2 separate regions of the Sus scrofa genome follow, and region 1 is linked to region 2. A link is a contact called in public promoter capture Hi-C data. All regions are on one chromosome and are shown on one strand. The core of a region is the stretch at or near the end of the contact, and the rest is flanking DNA. Distances in the headings are between cores, read along the strand shown. Region 1 holds the start of CCNT1 (cyclin-T1). Region 2 holds the start of RIC8B (synembryn-B).

Region 1 (4,192 bases), core at 1,520-4,019, 1.2 Mb after region 2:
TAACGAGGACACCTCTTCTGAAGTGAGAGCAATCTTAAGAAACAAACACACAGCTGGCACACATTTAAATGGAAGCTGCATCTAAGAATAACTTGTCACTTCCAGAATGGAAATAAATTTTAAAACTATATTAGCATTCTCCACTACCATATGTGGTTTTCTGACAAAAACACTTGAAGGGGGAAAAAAATCACTAAATCTTTGAATTAGGGCAAAAATGAATATACATTAGTATCCTGAGTAACTTTAAAAGCCCAGTATCCCATAAACGGTTTAAAACATTACGTCTGTAGGTCTTCATCCCTACAAATCTAAACTGAAATCCTCCCTTCCTCTGAAAGGCTGTAAGACTCTAGCACTAGCTACTTTTTGAACATCTGAGCAGTAAGCACTGTGTTAGTTAGGCATGGAAATCAAATTCAACAGGTATCACCCTACTTCACAGACAAGAAAACCAAGAATTTGACAGGTTTCTTAAACAACTAGTAAGTGGGAGGAACGGATGTGGAGCCAAATCTGGAGCATTCATTCTAGACCAACCATTTTAAAAGACCTTCAGAGAGTGAACTTTCTCAAAACTCTTATGACACACTAAGTTCAGGAAGCATCATCAAGCGTGAAACTTCCACGAGATCCCTAGGGCATAGCAGAAAAGCAGAGTAGGCGATTAGAACACACCGACAAGAGACTAACGACTAGTAAGAGCTCGTTGAAACACAAAGCGGGAAGGATACGCAATTCCCAGCAAAGTTGGTGGCTCGGGTGAACAAGCGGGAAATTAACTTCGCCTCGCTTCCCTCCCGCGGAACTCTTAATTTCAGTCTCTCCCGGCCCACCCGCTTCCCTTCGGTCTGACAGACCCTGAGGCCTGGACGCCGGGGCAGGGCGGGACTTACACCAAGGCCGAAGGCCTAGGCCGCAAGGATACACGTTAAGACGCTGGCCCATGTCCTGGAGCAGATTGGCCGCCTGCTGGCGACAAGAAAGTTCTTCATCTGGGTCCAGGCCAAAACGACGGGATGGGCTATTTTCCAGCTGTTCTCGAGTAAAATACCACCGTTTATTGTTGTTCTTTCTCTCTCCCTCCATAGTGCTTCAACCAGAAGGCAGCGGCGGAGGCTGCAAGCACTTCCCAGCGTCACCTTCTCGGCGACACACATCCGCTGTGCGGGGGCTACTGCGACGTGACGAACTTCCGCTAGGGCGGACGGCTAGGTTGTGACACGCTTCCGTCGGGTGGGTGGGTGCTAGTTAAAGGATCCACTTCCGGAAAGCGCCTCGAGTCGGCCTGTAGCCGAGTTAACAGCCAGCAGGAGACCGGAAAAACCTTGGGCCTAGGACGCAGGCGCCAATCACGTGACCCTTGAGGCACGAGGTGGGGTTAGGAGTTCTCGTTCAAAAAAAAAAAAAAACACGTCTCCTCCCGCGAGAACTGGGTTGAGCCTTCGCGCCCTGAGCGAGGGGGCGGGGCAACGGCTTTGGCTGGGTGAGGTGCCCGCCCACGCGCCGCTCGGCGGTTCCGCGGTGAACTTCGCTCGTGGCGAAGGTGACCGCTTAAGATGGGGCACATCCGCAACTTGACAGATGAAATAAGTGAGACTGTCAAAAGCTGAAAAAAATAATCAGAGAGTAGCCCTATCGTCTATCGTACCATAAAGCAACGGGAAAGCTATTGCATTGTTGATAACAATGTAAATTACCCATTGGAGAAGCCGCTTTACAATATGTAACTAATGCCTTGAAACTCCTAAAGCTTCGACGCGGTGAGCCAATTTAAGGGAATAAGATGGAATTAGTAGTAATAATTTAGTACTAACCACAGTAGTGAATGACTCAAATATACTGTTTAGTTTAACCGGCACAGCGCCAAATATTTTAATCTATGTTTTGCGATCGGGTGAATTTAAACTGCTCCTTCCTTCTGGAAAGCTTCCACTACCACTCTGCGCATGCACAAATTTGTAAATTTCTGCCCTCTATCAAGATGTATCCGGCTCCAACGCTTGAGGGTTGTTCCTTCGTAGACAAGATACTTGTCTGTGCCCCTTGTATAAATGTAAATGGCAACTGTATATACGTTTTAGATTCTGAAAAGGATTAAATGAAGATTTGAGTTAAAAGTACCTGGAGCAGTACCTGGCACATAAAAAAATTCAGTAGATTTTATAATATTTATTATAGCATATTGAAACTGAGGGCAAGGACCATACCAGCCTTTTAAAAAAAACAACAACCCATTTTCATTTTTGTATCCATCTATCACCTCCCTAGTACAGTTCTGGCCCCAGTGGTCAATAAATGTTTGTCAAACAAATGCTCAAAACAACTAACAATAAAAAAATAAAAAATAAAAAATAAATCTCTCTGAAGCTTGGAGAGATTAAGTGGTTTGTCCTACACTACACCATTTATAAGTGTAGATTTTAAAATCAAGTCTAATTCCATTGTTCTCTCCATTCTAGCCGAGTGTACTCCTGCTTTTCGGGAACACTCACCTTGATTAAATTTGGGTAATATTAAAATCTTTTGTCTTTTATAATAAATATTTTGAGTTCTGTCATTTCTAGACAAGGCTGCTCCCACTCAATTTGATTCTAATTCATTCTCAGAAGTATTTTCTTCCATTCTAGGCCCTCCTCTGCCATACACTGCCTACAATTAGCATTTGCTCCATTTTATTCTGGAAAAATTGAGGAAAAAAATACTTGAAGTTACAATATTTTCAAAAATTATGATTTCAAACTTGTTCCGTTGCATGCTTTTTTTTTAATTGAATAAGCACTTTTTTAGTTATGTCATCTTTTATTTCATTTTTTGTCTTTTTGCCTTTTCTGGGGCTGCTCCCGCGGCAGATGGAGGTTCCCAGGCTAGGGGTCTAATCGGAGCTGTAGCTGCCAGCCTTCACCAGAGCCACAGCAACACGGGATCCGAGCCACCTCTGCAGTCTACACCACAGCTCACAGCAATGCCAGATCCTTAACCCACTGAGCAAGACCAGGGACCAAACCCAAAATCTCATGGTTCCTAGTCAGATTCGTTAACCACTGAGCCACGATGGGAACTCCTCCTATGTTGTCTTCTTAATAGCCAAAATTATTTCTCCCAGATTCCCCTCACCTATTTTTCTGACCTGTGTTTGGTTCTCCACTAAATTTCTTAGATTGATGACTCCATTTTGATGCTGTCGTGACTGTGTACCAGTCTTCTGAGAAAAAGACCTAGAAACTATCAGGCTTCACGCAATGCAACTGCTAGCCAATGGCTTGCTACCCTCCAGTACAGAAGAGGGGCACCTGTGTAAATCAGAGAAAAGAAATATTCTTTGACTTAAAATGATTTGAAAGTAGGTAGCAGGGATAACATAATTGCCAAACATGAATTTTTGACCATGCCTTGTTTCAAATCCCCACTATTCTTTTTTTTTAAACTATCTTAACCATTTTCGCGTGTACAGTTCAGTACAGTTCAGTAGTGTCAACTATATTCACAGTGTTATGCAACAGGTATCTACAGCTTTTTATTTTTTTTGCAAAACTGAAACTCTATACCCATTGAACAACTCCCCATTTCCCCCAGCCTGACACCTCCCATTCTCCCATTCTACTTTTTATTTCTTGGAGTTTGACTACTTTATAGACATTTAATATATGCGGAATCATACAGTATTTGTCTTTCTGTGACTGTATTATTTCTCTTAGTGTAATGTCCTAAAAATTCCCAGTTATTCTTTTAACTAATTGTGTGATTCTCTGCGCCCGCACGTGCGTGCGAGCGTTTTGGCGGCACCTGAGGCATATGGAAGTTCCCAGGCCAAGCTGCTTCAGTGACAAGGCCAGATCCTTAACCCCCTGCGCCACAAGAGAACTACTAGCTGTGTGATGGTAAATGTCATCCTGAACAGAACACTATATGGCACCTGGTAGGTCTTCAATACAAAATAATGTGAAAATAATGATAGCCTTCAAATACACTGCCCTTAAAGAACACAGGAATTTTCCTCTCTTTTTTTTTTTTTTTTTTTTTTTTTTTGGTCTTTTGTCTTTTTGTTGTTATTTCTTGGGCCGCTCCTGCGGCATATGGAGGTTCCCAGGCTAGGGGTCGAATCGAAGCTGTAGCCACCGGCCTACGCCAGAGCCACAGCAACGCAGGATCCAAGCCGCGTCTGCAACCTACACCACAGCTCACGGCAACG
Region 2 (4,663 bases), core at 1,268-3,767:
TATTTGTTGCTGGCTACCTGGCATATAACAAGTGCTAAATAAACACTAGTTGATTCAACACAATAGCCAAGTTCTTTGCTATATTTCTTTCTTCTGAAAATCAGTTTGTAATTACCACAAATCTTTTGTGGAAAGCAATTATAAATCAAGTTAAATGAATAGACATTCAAGGCCTCTGTATCTGCAGATCCCACCTCTGCAAATTCAATCAATTGTGGATTAAAAATATTTGAAAAAAAAGAAAACATTTGGAAAAAAAATTCCATAAAGTTCCAAAAAAGCAAAACATGAATCAACTGGCAACTAGCTATATAGTATGTACATTATATTTACAACTACCTACATATAATTTATGCTGTATTAAGTATTATTAGTAATCTAGAGATGATTTAGAGTATAAGGGAGGATGTGTGTAGGTTATATGCAAATACTATGCCATTTTATATAGGGACTTACCCATGGATTTTGATACCCAAGGGGGAGGGAGTCCTGGAGCAAATCCCCTGCAGTTATCAAGGATGACTGTAATCTCCACAATGCATACATCTGTGCATTAAATGAATTTCTCCAAAATTTGGCAGATATGCAACAGTAACACTATCAGAAAGTGAAGAAGCTGAGATATGATGCGAACCGAATCCATGCATCCTCCCAAAGAAATACATAGTACTGTAATAGGGCAGTCAGACACTTAGATTCGAATCTGTCCCATCTCAATGACTGTATGGACTTAGGGCAACATTATCCTAAATTTTATCATTTGTAAAATGGGGCATACCACCACTTTCCTTATAGGGAAAGATTAAATGGGAATGTGGCTCTTCTCCACACAGGGCAGAAATGGCATACTGGCAGCTCAATACAAATGTATGGAAGTGCAGTGGTGGGCACATAGCAAATACAGAAGGGGAAATGAATGAAAGCAAAAGAAAGGAAGAAAGATATTATATCTAGGGTGTGTTGGGTGTGTTTTCACAGAAGGGAGTAGTCAGTCTTTCCTATAAAGCAGTCTTCTAAATGGAAGAACAAAGGTATGGTACGTTACCTTTTGAAGTCAGCATGTAAAATTCCTGGAAGGAAAAGTAATGGAGAGCTAACGGTTCTTGAAGAGACATTCAGAGAAGTGACTGGGATATATAAGAAGATAGCTTTTTACTGCAGGGTTATAAATTGGAAAGAATAATGAATGGTTTGAAGACCTAGGTTGGAATCCCAGCTTACAAGCATGACCTTGGGCAAGTTACTTAACAGATCTAGAATCTCAATTGCAAAACAGGATTGCTGTCAAGATTAAATGAGATAATGGATGGGAAAACTGTTAAGGCTATACAAACAACGGGTATTGTTAGTAGTTAGTCTCCCTCCACTTAAAACACAGTGTGTCCATGACCTTGGCGTCATTTCAATTCCTAGTGCCTCGGTTTTCTCATCTATAAAATGGAGAGGAGGATGCTCTCTACCTCATAAATTCTGAGAATCAAGTTAGACCATATAAGAGACACCACGCCTTGAGACAGCAGTGCTGTAGATATATAAGGAACTGCCATCGTAGCTGATACGTTTTATGCATGTCAAGGGCCGTGGTGATGCACAGACACACGTATTTTTATGCTATGCAGGTAAGGAAGCCTCGCGTGCGTTTATGCATTCAAGAGTAGGGCGCAAAGCGGAGACACACATTCACGGATTCCGGGGGTGTGACTTGCACGCTTGGGAACAGGGCCATGGGACAAGCTGCTGGGCCGGAATCAGAGGAGTGGGCGCCAGAGTGGGGGCAGGGGGATACAGGATGCACGGATGGAAAAAGCGGGGGGGCACAAACACGCATGCCCAAGCCGGAAACGTTTTCGGGGGAGAGCAGTGCGCATCCCCGGAATGAGGGGGGTTGGGAGAGATGCGGTGTGCAAGCCCGAGGGGGGTTGGGGGAGCGGCCCGGGGTGCTATACCGCATGCCCGGGGCCAGGGCTCTTTACCTTATCGCTGTAATCCCTCAGGACCCGTTCGATAGCCCCCGCCTCGCCGGCCCGGACGATGTAGAGGGCGCGCTCCTCATCCATGGCCGCAGGTGCGGGGGAGCCGCGGCCGCTGTGCGCGCCCAAGCCGCTGCCTCCAGGTAAACGCCTCGCGCCCCCGCTCGCTCGCTGCTTCCCAGCTTCCTTCCTTCCCTCCTTCCCTCCCTCCCTCTGCCTCCAACCCGCCAGCCTCCGCCCGGGCAGGCCCGACGTCACCGCCCCTCAACTTTCACCCCGCGACGTCACGGGTCCCCCAGCAACCGGCGCCTCGCGGCCACCCCCGACAAGGCCCAGGACTCGGTAGAGGCCTGGCGAACGGCCAGAGGCGGGGTCAGACCCGAGGTCCTACTTTCTCTCCTTCCTCTCCCTTCCTCGGAGAAGAGTCCAGCCTTTTAAGTGGGCTTCCACAGACAGAACTGTTCTTCTCTCCCGACCCTCCTCTATGAATCATTCTCCTCAGCTGACGAGAGCGACCCGGCTCTTCCCCGCCCCTCTAAGAGCCAGCAGCTGTATGGACTACAATTCCCTTCGGGCAATGGGGTCATCCCACTCTTCCATCTAATTTACTGGAGTGCCGAATGGCATGCCGGGATTGGTAGTCATCCCGCGGGAAAGACTTCCCTCCAAAGGCATGCTGGGAACTGTGGTCCTGCGAAGGCCGGAAACGGGAGTCCGGCGGCCGCCTGAGGCCAGCGGCCCGGAGACCGTTAAGGGGAGGGTCTGAGCGTCGGCTGTGCCTCCTTTGTGTTCCTTACCGAGCTGACTGTCCGGCTCTAGCTTTGGCTGGTCGGACTAGGTGACAGCCGCGGAAACTGACACCTCTTGGTGGGAACTGTCAAACACCGGTTTCATTCCCTCTTTTCTCGTTTAGCGGTTTTGGTCTCTGAAATTCCTTCCTTCCTTGTTTGCGGTCGTGCTGTGTATTCAGCCACACTAATGTGAGAGATTGCTGGCAATTCTCGGATAAGAGGGGACTCAGCGGTTTTTTGGCCTTAATAATAAATAATAGCTGCCATATATCGCGTGCCCCCGAGATTCCAGACTTCAGTCAGGTGATTTCTCACAACACAGATTTTTGCGGAACCGAAGGAACCCGAATAGGTTAAGTAATTTGTCCTAAGTCACATAGCCAGTAAATGGGTAATTCAAGATTTGAATACAGATCTTTCCCCAAAGACCAGGAAATGTAATAATACGGATATACTAGTAATGGTAGTGATGATGGTGATGATGATAGAGGCTCACATTTGCTAAGTGTTCACTGCATGCACACACATTGTTACAAACTTCACCTGTGTTATCTCAGTCAATTTCTCACAAATTAACAAATATTTGAGAATTTATGCTGTGCCAGGCACTATTCAATACAATACAATCCTGATCAGTATGAATACAGTGGACCCAAAATAAAGTCCCTGCTATTATGGCGCTTTCATTTTAGTGCTTAACCCTATGAGGGAGATCCTATTCTCATTTTAAGATGAGGAAACTGAGTCTTGAAGAGGTTAATAGATTAATTTGCCAAGACTGCAGAATTTAGAAACTGAATTTGAACTTAGGACCTATCTATGCTCTTTTTGTTCTGCCAAGCTATTTGCTAGAGAGTGGATGAAGTCTCCAAGTAACTTTCAGCTTTCCATTCTAAGCATCCTTTACCAGAAATCATCTTTCATGCCGCCCCTGCCTGCCTCTCCCTTTTGAGCTGCGCTGAAGAGGAACTGGGGCGGGGGACGCAAACATTTATTCATCTAATAATTATTGAGTGTCTCCTAAGTGTCATTCTAGGTGCTGAGAACTTAGAAATAAAAACAAGTATGGAATCTGAGCTCATGGAGCTTTTGGTCTTTTTGTGGATTTTACTTTTCACGCAGCAAACCTTTATTTAGCATATTTGTTGAGCCAGACATTGAGGTTAAGTGCTACATCCATAGTAAAGTCAGAAAGATTTTTGAAAAATCTCCTTCTTAGAAAGATCATGGAATAGGAAGTTATATTCCCTAGGTTATAATAATACCTTGCAGTTAATTGTTTACAAAACATTTTAGTATACACCATCTCAATGCATTGAAGAAGGTAATTTTCCTGTGTATATATAAGAAATCAGACTCAGATTAGATAAATAACACCAACTAGAATCCAAACCGAGAGCTGTAACATAAAATATTTGGGTACCTACTGCCTGCCTAGTACTGTATTACATGCTTTTTGGGTTACCATATATTTATTTTTGGAACAAGAGCTCCTGCACAGGATACTGACAAGCATAAGGTATCTGAGTAGAGATGTTTCTTTAAAGAGGATCTTATACACATGAGTTGAAATGTCTGTTTACCAGAAATAGGCTTATGTTTTTAGGCTCCAACTCTCTACTTCTAAAAAGAGATTTTTTAAATGTGAAACCACATGAATTAATGGCTTGGGAAATTGCTCTTTAGTAATTTTAATTAAGCACTAATATACTGATTTTATAAATGAAAAGGATCTTTGACTCTAAATTCAAGTCCTCTTTGACCACTGCCGAGACTCTGGTCCTAGAAAAATTAAGTGACTTGTCCAAAGTCAATAGTTAAAAGCAGACTCTGGGACTAGAGCCTAGACTAGCTAAATCCTGGGTCACTACATCACTTTATCACCCTGAATATTTAGTTATA

Evidence for each region. Promoter capture Hi-C pulls out the DNA fragments that hold promoters and counts their contacts.
Region 1: a promoter capture Hi-C map of liver shows a contact between it and region 2, with 10 times the contacts expected there. The contact joins the promoter of CCNT1 here to the promoter of RIC8B in region 2. A contact is called at or near these places in 1 of 5 promoter capture datasets (liver) and 1 of 2 datasets of contacts at active chromatin or transcription factors (alveolar macrophages).

The regions. Positions count from the first base shown.
Region 1 is chr5:14,805,655-14,809,846 of Sscrofa11.1, forward strand. CCNT1 (cyclin-T1) reads right to left here and starts at 2,770. Exons shown (of 10, transcript XM_003481561.4): 1 at 929-2,770. The coding sequence starts at 1,089.
Region 2 is chr5:13,577,980-13,582,642 of Sscrofa11.1, forward strand. RIC8B (synembryn-B) reads right to left here and starts at 2,518. Exons shown (of 11, transcript XR_002343919.1): 1 at 1,974-2,518.